Linked DNA regions of Mus musculus: region 1 is linked to region 2. The links are chromatin contacts, called in public Hi-C maps. All regions are on one chromosome and are shown on one strand. Each heading gives the region's core, a stretch centred on a gene start, on an enhancer-like site or on the middle of the called end of the contact. The rest is flanking DNA. Distances are from core to core; before and after follow the strand shown. Region 1 overlaps Zfp395 (zinc finger protein 395). Region 2 overlaps Gm36924 (a long non-coding RNA gene).

Evidence for each region. Hi-C and Micro-C count contacts between places; a contact is called where the count stands out from the background.
Region 1: a Hi-C map of liver shows a contact between it and region 2, with 4 times the contacts expected there. The contact joins two enhancer-like sites. A contact is called at or near these places in 2 of 39 promoter capture datasets (the C10 cell line and pre-B cells), 4 of 484 Hi-C or Micro-C datasets (the Ba/F3 cell line, cerebellum, embryonic stem cells and 1 more), 1 of 115 datasets of contacts at active chromatin or transcription factors (large pre-B cells) and 1 of 9 other capture datasets (adipose tissue).

Annotation. Positions count from the first base shown.
Region 1 is chr14:65,386,811-65,389,510 of GRCm38.p6, forward strand. It overlaps Zfp395 (zinc finger protein 395), which reads left to right. Exons shown (of 10, transcript NM_199029.2): 4 at 1,980-2,089. Among named protein-coding and RNA genes, the nearest start is that of Zfp395, 29 kb to the left of the region's middle. Within about 2 kb of position 1,446, at least 21 of the 459 cell types and tissues checked have an H3K27ac peak or open chromatin away from gene starts, as enhancers often do. A contact at or near this core is called in liver, where this site is marked.
Region 2 is chr14:64,632,095-64,635,000 of GRCm38.p6, forward strand. All of the region lies in intron 2 of Gm36924 (a long non-coding RNA gene), which reads left to right. Among named protein-coding and RNA genes, the nearest start is that of Gm36924, 9.0 kb to the left of the region's middle. Within about 2 kb of position 1,372, at least 65 of the 459 cell types and tissues checked have an H3K27ac peak or open chromatin away from gene starts, as enhancers often do. A contact at or near this core is called in liver, where this site is marked.

The DNA of each region.
Region 1 (2,700 bases), core at 196-2,695, 750 kb after region 2:
GCTTGAATCTGGGGCCCGTGCTCATTCTATATAAGGTGGCCTTGTGGCCAAAGCAGACTCTGTCATGACCACTTGTTACCACAGCCACAGACCCAAAAGCCTGTAGGCACAGCCGTGCTCCCATCGATGAAAACTAATCAGGGTCCCCAAACTTTCTCGTAACTCAGTACCATTTGCATGTGTCTTCTGCCATGGTGTAAAATGCTTTTGATTTTTTATTTTGTCCTAAATAGCATTTAAAAAGGTAAAGCCATCCTTTCTTAGCTCAAAATTGCAGGCAAGCAGGCTGTGTCTAGAGCACACTGGGCTGATTCTTCCCTTGGATGCTAGAAACCAGTGGGTGAAGAATGAATATTCTGCTTTAGGTCTTAGGGATATGATGTCGCCTTGGGACTCTAGATCCTGATGTATACCCTGTGGTCTATCTATATTGACCTTTTAAGATTTAAAAAGGAGAATCTGGGGCCAGGAGATGGCTCAGTAGGTCTAAAGAACTTGTGCAAGCCCAACAACTCAAGTTCAATGCCTGAGCCTATGTATGGGTGGAAGGAGGAGCCTACTCCACAGAGCTGTTCTCTGACCTCCACATATGTGCTATGGCATGAGTGCACTAACGCACAGCATGCAATAATAATAATAATAATAATAATAATAATAATAATAATAATAATAATAATAATAAATTTAAGCCAAGAAACTTTGCCAACTGAACTATTTTGCATGTAAGATATATAAACAGCTAAACTCTGTCCCACTTATTTCTGTGGGTATAGGAGCTGTTGGCAGATCAGGGGGCTTAAACCATATTTTTTTATTACATTCATTTATTCATTGTGTTTATGGAGTGTGTATGCATGCTGTGGCGCACACATGGATGCCAGAGGATAACTTTCAGGACTCAGTTCACGTCTACTCTGTGGGTACTATATACTGAACTCAGCTAGTCAGGCTTGGCAGCAAGCACTTCTACCCACTGAGCCACATCACTGGCCCAGCAGACCTAGTGTTTTAAGTCCAGAGGAACAGCATTTCTGATCATGTATCCAGTGGAAGGCCAGCAAAGAGCTTGTTTTGCTATTCTGAGGAGGTGAAAATACAAAGATCATGTAAAGTCATGTTTACTATGTTAATGACTTTGGTCCATCTGTTGCAAACCCAGTTGCACAGTATAGCAGACCTGGTGTATAAAGAATGGGTGAATACAGTCCTTTGAAATAGGCAAGCCACTGGCAGCTTATTACATTCTGATTTTCCCCAGATACTTTACATTTCAGATAGTGCTTATTTTACTTCCAAATCATATAACTGTATGAATTTAGAGGGATAGAAAAGACACGTAAAATTCTATGCAGCCTGTTTAAAGCATGGAGTTTTAACAGCGGGAGATGGTTTCATCTGGTTATTTATTTTATCCTGGTCTGTTTGCTCATTGGCTTATGTAATAGGTTCTGTTGACATTCAGGAGCTAACAGAATGCCGTGTTTATTTTGGCAGAAGGGAGAGAGATCCATTAGTGTAATTGTTTCCTCTTAAATTTGAATATAAGACAGGGGAAGGATGTAATTTCAGTGTTTAGATTCCGGTGGGCATCATTTATTTCCACCTTATCTTCTTGACTCTTCTCTCTCCCCCCAAGTAAACAATGCTCCATTTTAAGCTGCAGGGTTAGAGGGAGCGTTTCGGGGGAGTGGTGCTGATTTAGGTGTCAGCGCAGTTTAAGCAGGGGACCCGCTGCTCATTCTGAGGTAATAGACGCACAGCTGGAGCAGGCGCTCATGGACTGAGTGACTTGAGTCCTGAAAGTTATCCTCTGAGCTTTACCATCCACTGAGCGTGTGCTGCCTGACTGGGTGGGGGGTGGGGTGCATGTCAGTGTAAGGTGATCCCACAAAATGAGCGGATGTGGTAGCTTAATCCGTGGGCTCTGTGGACCAGCCAGGCCTGGGAAGTAAGCGTATGCTCTGCTCATTTGAATCCAGGAAGTCGGATGCGGTGGAGATGGACGAGATGATGGCCGCCATGGTGCTGACGTCTCTGTCTTGCAGTCCCGTTGTGCAGAGTCCTCCTGGGGCTGAGCCCATCTTCTCTGGTGAGCAAGCAGGGCTGAACTGGTTCCTGGTGTGGCAGAGACCCACGACTGATGCTCTCTCACACTGGCTTCTATTTGCCAGTAGGGTTCTGCAGTCTCTTAAGTTTCCTCACCTGAGTAGAAACTTGGTGCTTTGTGACAGTGACTGAACTCAGTGCTAAGTCCAGTTGCCCAGCCACTCAAGCAAGTTCTATGGGAGCCTGGACAAGGCCAACAGAAATATTTACTTAGTTTACAAAAGCAGAACTATGCTCTGTAGTCCCCTGGTGGCGTCCGATGGTCAACATTCACTGCTCAGTGCCCAAATCAGCCTCACGAAATTCTCAGTGTGGGCTTACAGGCCAAATACCTGAGCTGAAGTTCAAATCTGATTGCACTATACAAACCAGTATTATGGGCCAGCGAAATGATTCTGGGTAAAGGTGCTTGCTGCCAAGCCTGCCAACCTGTGTTTGGTTCCTGGGACCTTCATGGTGGAAGAAAAGAACTGATACACTCTCACTCACACACTCACACACTCTCTCACTCACACACTCACACACTCTCTCTCTCTCTCTCTTTCTCTCTCTCTCTCTCTCTCTCTCATACACACACACACACACACACACACA
Region 2 (2,906 bases), core at 122-2,621:
TTGGAAGAGCAGTCAGTGCTCCTAACTGCTGAGCCATCTCACCAGCCCTGTCCATCTCTCAAGGGGGAGAATGGACTAGATCTCTTTGTGTCTCTCTGCATAATCAGAGCCCAGTCGTTCAGTGGAGGGCAGTCAAGTCAGCAAAGAGCTAGAAAGGGCAGTTTGTGTCAGAAATCCTGGAGTCACACCCGACTCTGTGCTCGTCTGTAACCTTGGGAAGCCATTTCCCCTTAGACTCTGCACCTGCAAAGCTAGGCTGTCGACTGCTGGCCTCATAGTGCCTTTGGCAGCATTGACGAAGGACAGTGTTCACTGAGGTGGATCCTAACTGCAAGTGTTAGTAAATGTGTGCTGAAGGAGACTGACCTGTATGTCAGGGGCCAGTCACTTCCCACAGTATCACTATGCCTTTAGAAATCTCTGATCAAAACCATCTGGAACCAGGTCAGGCTCAATTGATAGAATGCCTGCCTGGTATGTACAAAGTCCTCTGTTCCATCCCCTGTGCCAGTAACCAAACATATTGGTGCACCCTTGTAATCAATCCCAACACTTGGGAGGCTGAGCCAGGAGGACTTCTGTGAGTTGAGGCCAGCCTGGATTAGCCTGGACGACTTCCTTCCAGACCAGCCAGAGCTACATGGTAAGACTTCTGACCCAATAAAATAAAAGAATAGAAATACTCCCATATATTTACAATGGCTTAAGTATTTCTTTAGACACTTAAAAAAAAAAAGTTTGTTTCGTAATTACTGGCTGGTCACTTGATCCCCCACCTGCACCCTCTGTAAGGAGCAGATCTGAGATCCCACCAGGTTCTCCCGCTGAACATTTAAATCACCAAGGAAACATTAACAACTGACTCTGAGCCCCACCCCCAGACATTCCAATATAATTGGCCTGGGGTGTGGCTGAACTCTGGGATTTATTTAAAAGCTCCCTGCAGTGAGTCTAGCCAAATAGTCCTCTCAGTGGCACTGCCAGGGCTTCCCGTCCCTCATACCCAGGACCCACCCACAGCCACGTAGTCCTCCACAGTTGTTCCTCCAGCTGCTCTCTGTGTGCCTGGGATAGCCCATGACCCCAGTTCCTGCCCTGAAGGATTCAGAAAGGCAAACAAGCCTGTCTTCAAATCAGGTCACAAACACACCTTGACTCACTCACCTTCCTGACTTCCTGGGTTCCTAATCTGGTTTATGGTTTACTGATAACATCCTGGAAGGAGAACCAGTTTCAGACTCGCCTTGACCTCCTGGCACCTTGACTGCTGCTTTAGTTTCTATTCTGGTCTTCGCCTCCAACCAGCCAGCCATCTTTGATCAGTCCGTCCTTGGCTGTCAGTGCTTACTATCCAGGCTGTCCCCAGGATGGCCTCCAGCCTTGGAACATAGCAGCCTGAACCATGCACCTTGCCAGCCTAAGCCCCAGTCCCACCCCAGCCTCCACCGTCCCGTCCCATCGGTGCCTATTACGGTCATCATATCCAGTTTCTGTTCTAATAAGGAAGTTGATAGCATTCACAAGAGTGAAGGGAGGGAACTGGGATAAATCCAAGAAAATGGAAGGCGGGCTTACCATAGCCCACACGTGGTCATGTGTGTGTGTGTGTGTGTGTGTGTGTGTGTGTGTAAGATGTAAGAGGGAGGATAAATTTATGCAGTTAGCTCGTCACACCTTCACATGGGTTTCTGGGATCAAACTCAGTTTGGCCAGGCCTTTGCCAGTGGAGCATCTTGCTGCCATTCTCATTGTTTCTTTAAGATAAGTCTCTGAGAAGTGGAATTACCAGATTGAAACTAATAAACAAGTGTAAGACTCCTCTGGAGAGTAAATATAGGATTCTCTCTAAAAGAGTTACACAAGCATCTACCTCTACCAGAATGAGTGAGGGTCTCCTTTTCATGGTGGTTGTGTTACAAGTTCAGTGCCAAATGTTTCACAATGTAGGAGAACCCTCCCCTCCCCCAAGATACTGGGGAGCCCTAAGTTATATTGAAGAATGTGGAAGACCATGGGACAAATACAAACCCTACATAGTGACTAAAATATAGGGCTGAAAACAAGCGTGCCTTTAGTTTCCCATGGAGAGTGCCTAGATAGTCCGTTGTCCATGTCCACAGCTGCGGATGTTGGCTCTCTGGCTCCTCCCCAGTAATAGATTGCCCACTGCTACTGCCACTGGGTAAGATATGACCCAAGGACACAGCTCCAAAGGCCTTCCAACTGCAAGTGTTAGCTGTCAGTCTTTGACTTTGCCTGTGGACTCACTAGCTACCTTTGTTTGTACTCGGATAGCATTTGTTTAATTTTTAACATTGGGAGTATTCTGACCGTGGTTTTAAGGGTTCAGATTATATACCAACAAATGCATGATTCAGTTGTTACTAAAATAGAAGGCTATGTGCCTGACCTATCTTAATGACAGTTGGAAGGACACAGGGACTCAATTAGGAAGGCCAGTAACCAAAGCAGAGCATATTACATGGACCATAATTTTGGCTTAGGCTTGGTGGAGAAGGAGGTTAAGACCACATATGGAGGATGGCTCTTACAAACCCAAGACTAGACGAGACAGCCAAGTGTTTCTCAGTCAATCAGAAGGAATGTAGTTTCTCTAAAGAAGCCTTTAATCCCATTTGGGGGGTGGGTAAGGATGGCAGGAGCAAGCCGATCAAGAGTTCAAGACCAGCCTCCTGTACAGAGCAAGTTCAAGATCAGTTGAGGTATATGAGGCCATTTTTTTTTTTTCCTGTAAAGCTGTCTTGGTGGAGCACACCTGAAATCTCAGCACTTAAGAGGCTAAGATGGGAACTGCCTGGGCTACATAGTGAGTTTATTTCTCAATTCAGAGGTTAAAACCAAAGTGTTCCATGACAAAACTACTTAAGACATTTTGGTAATAAATG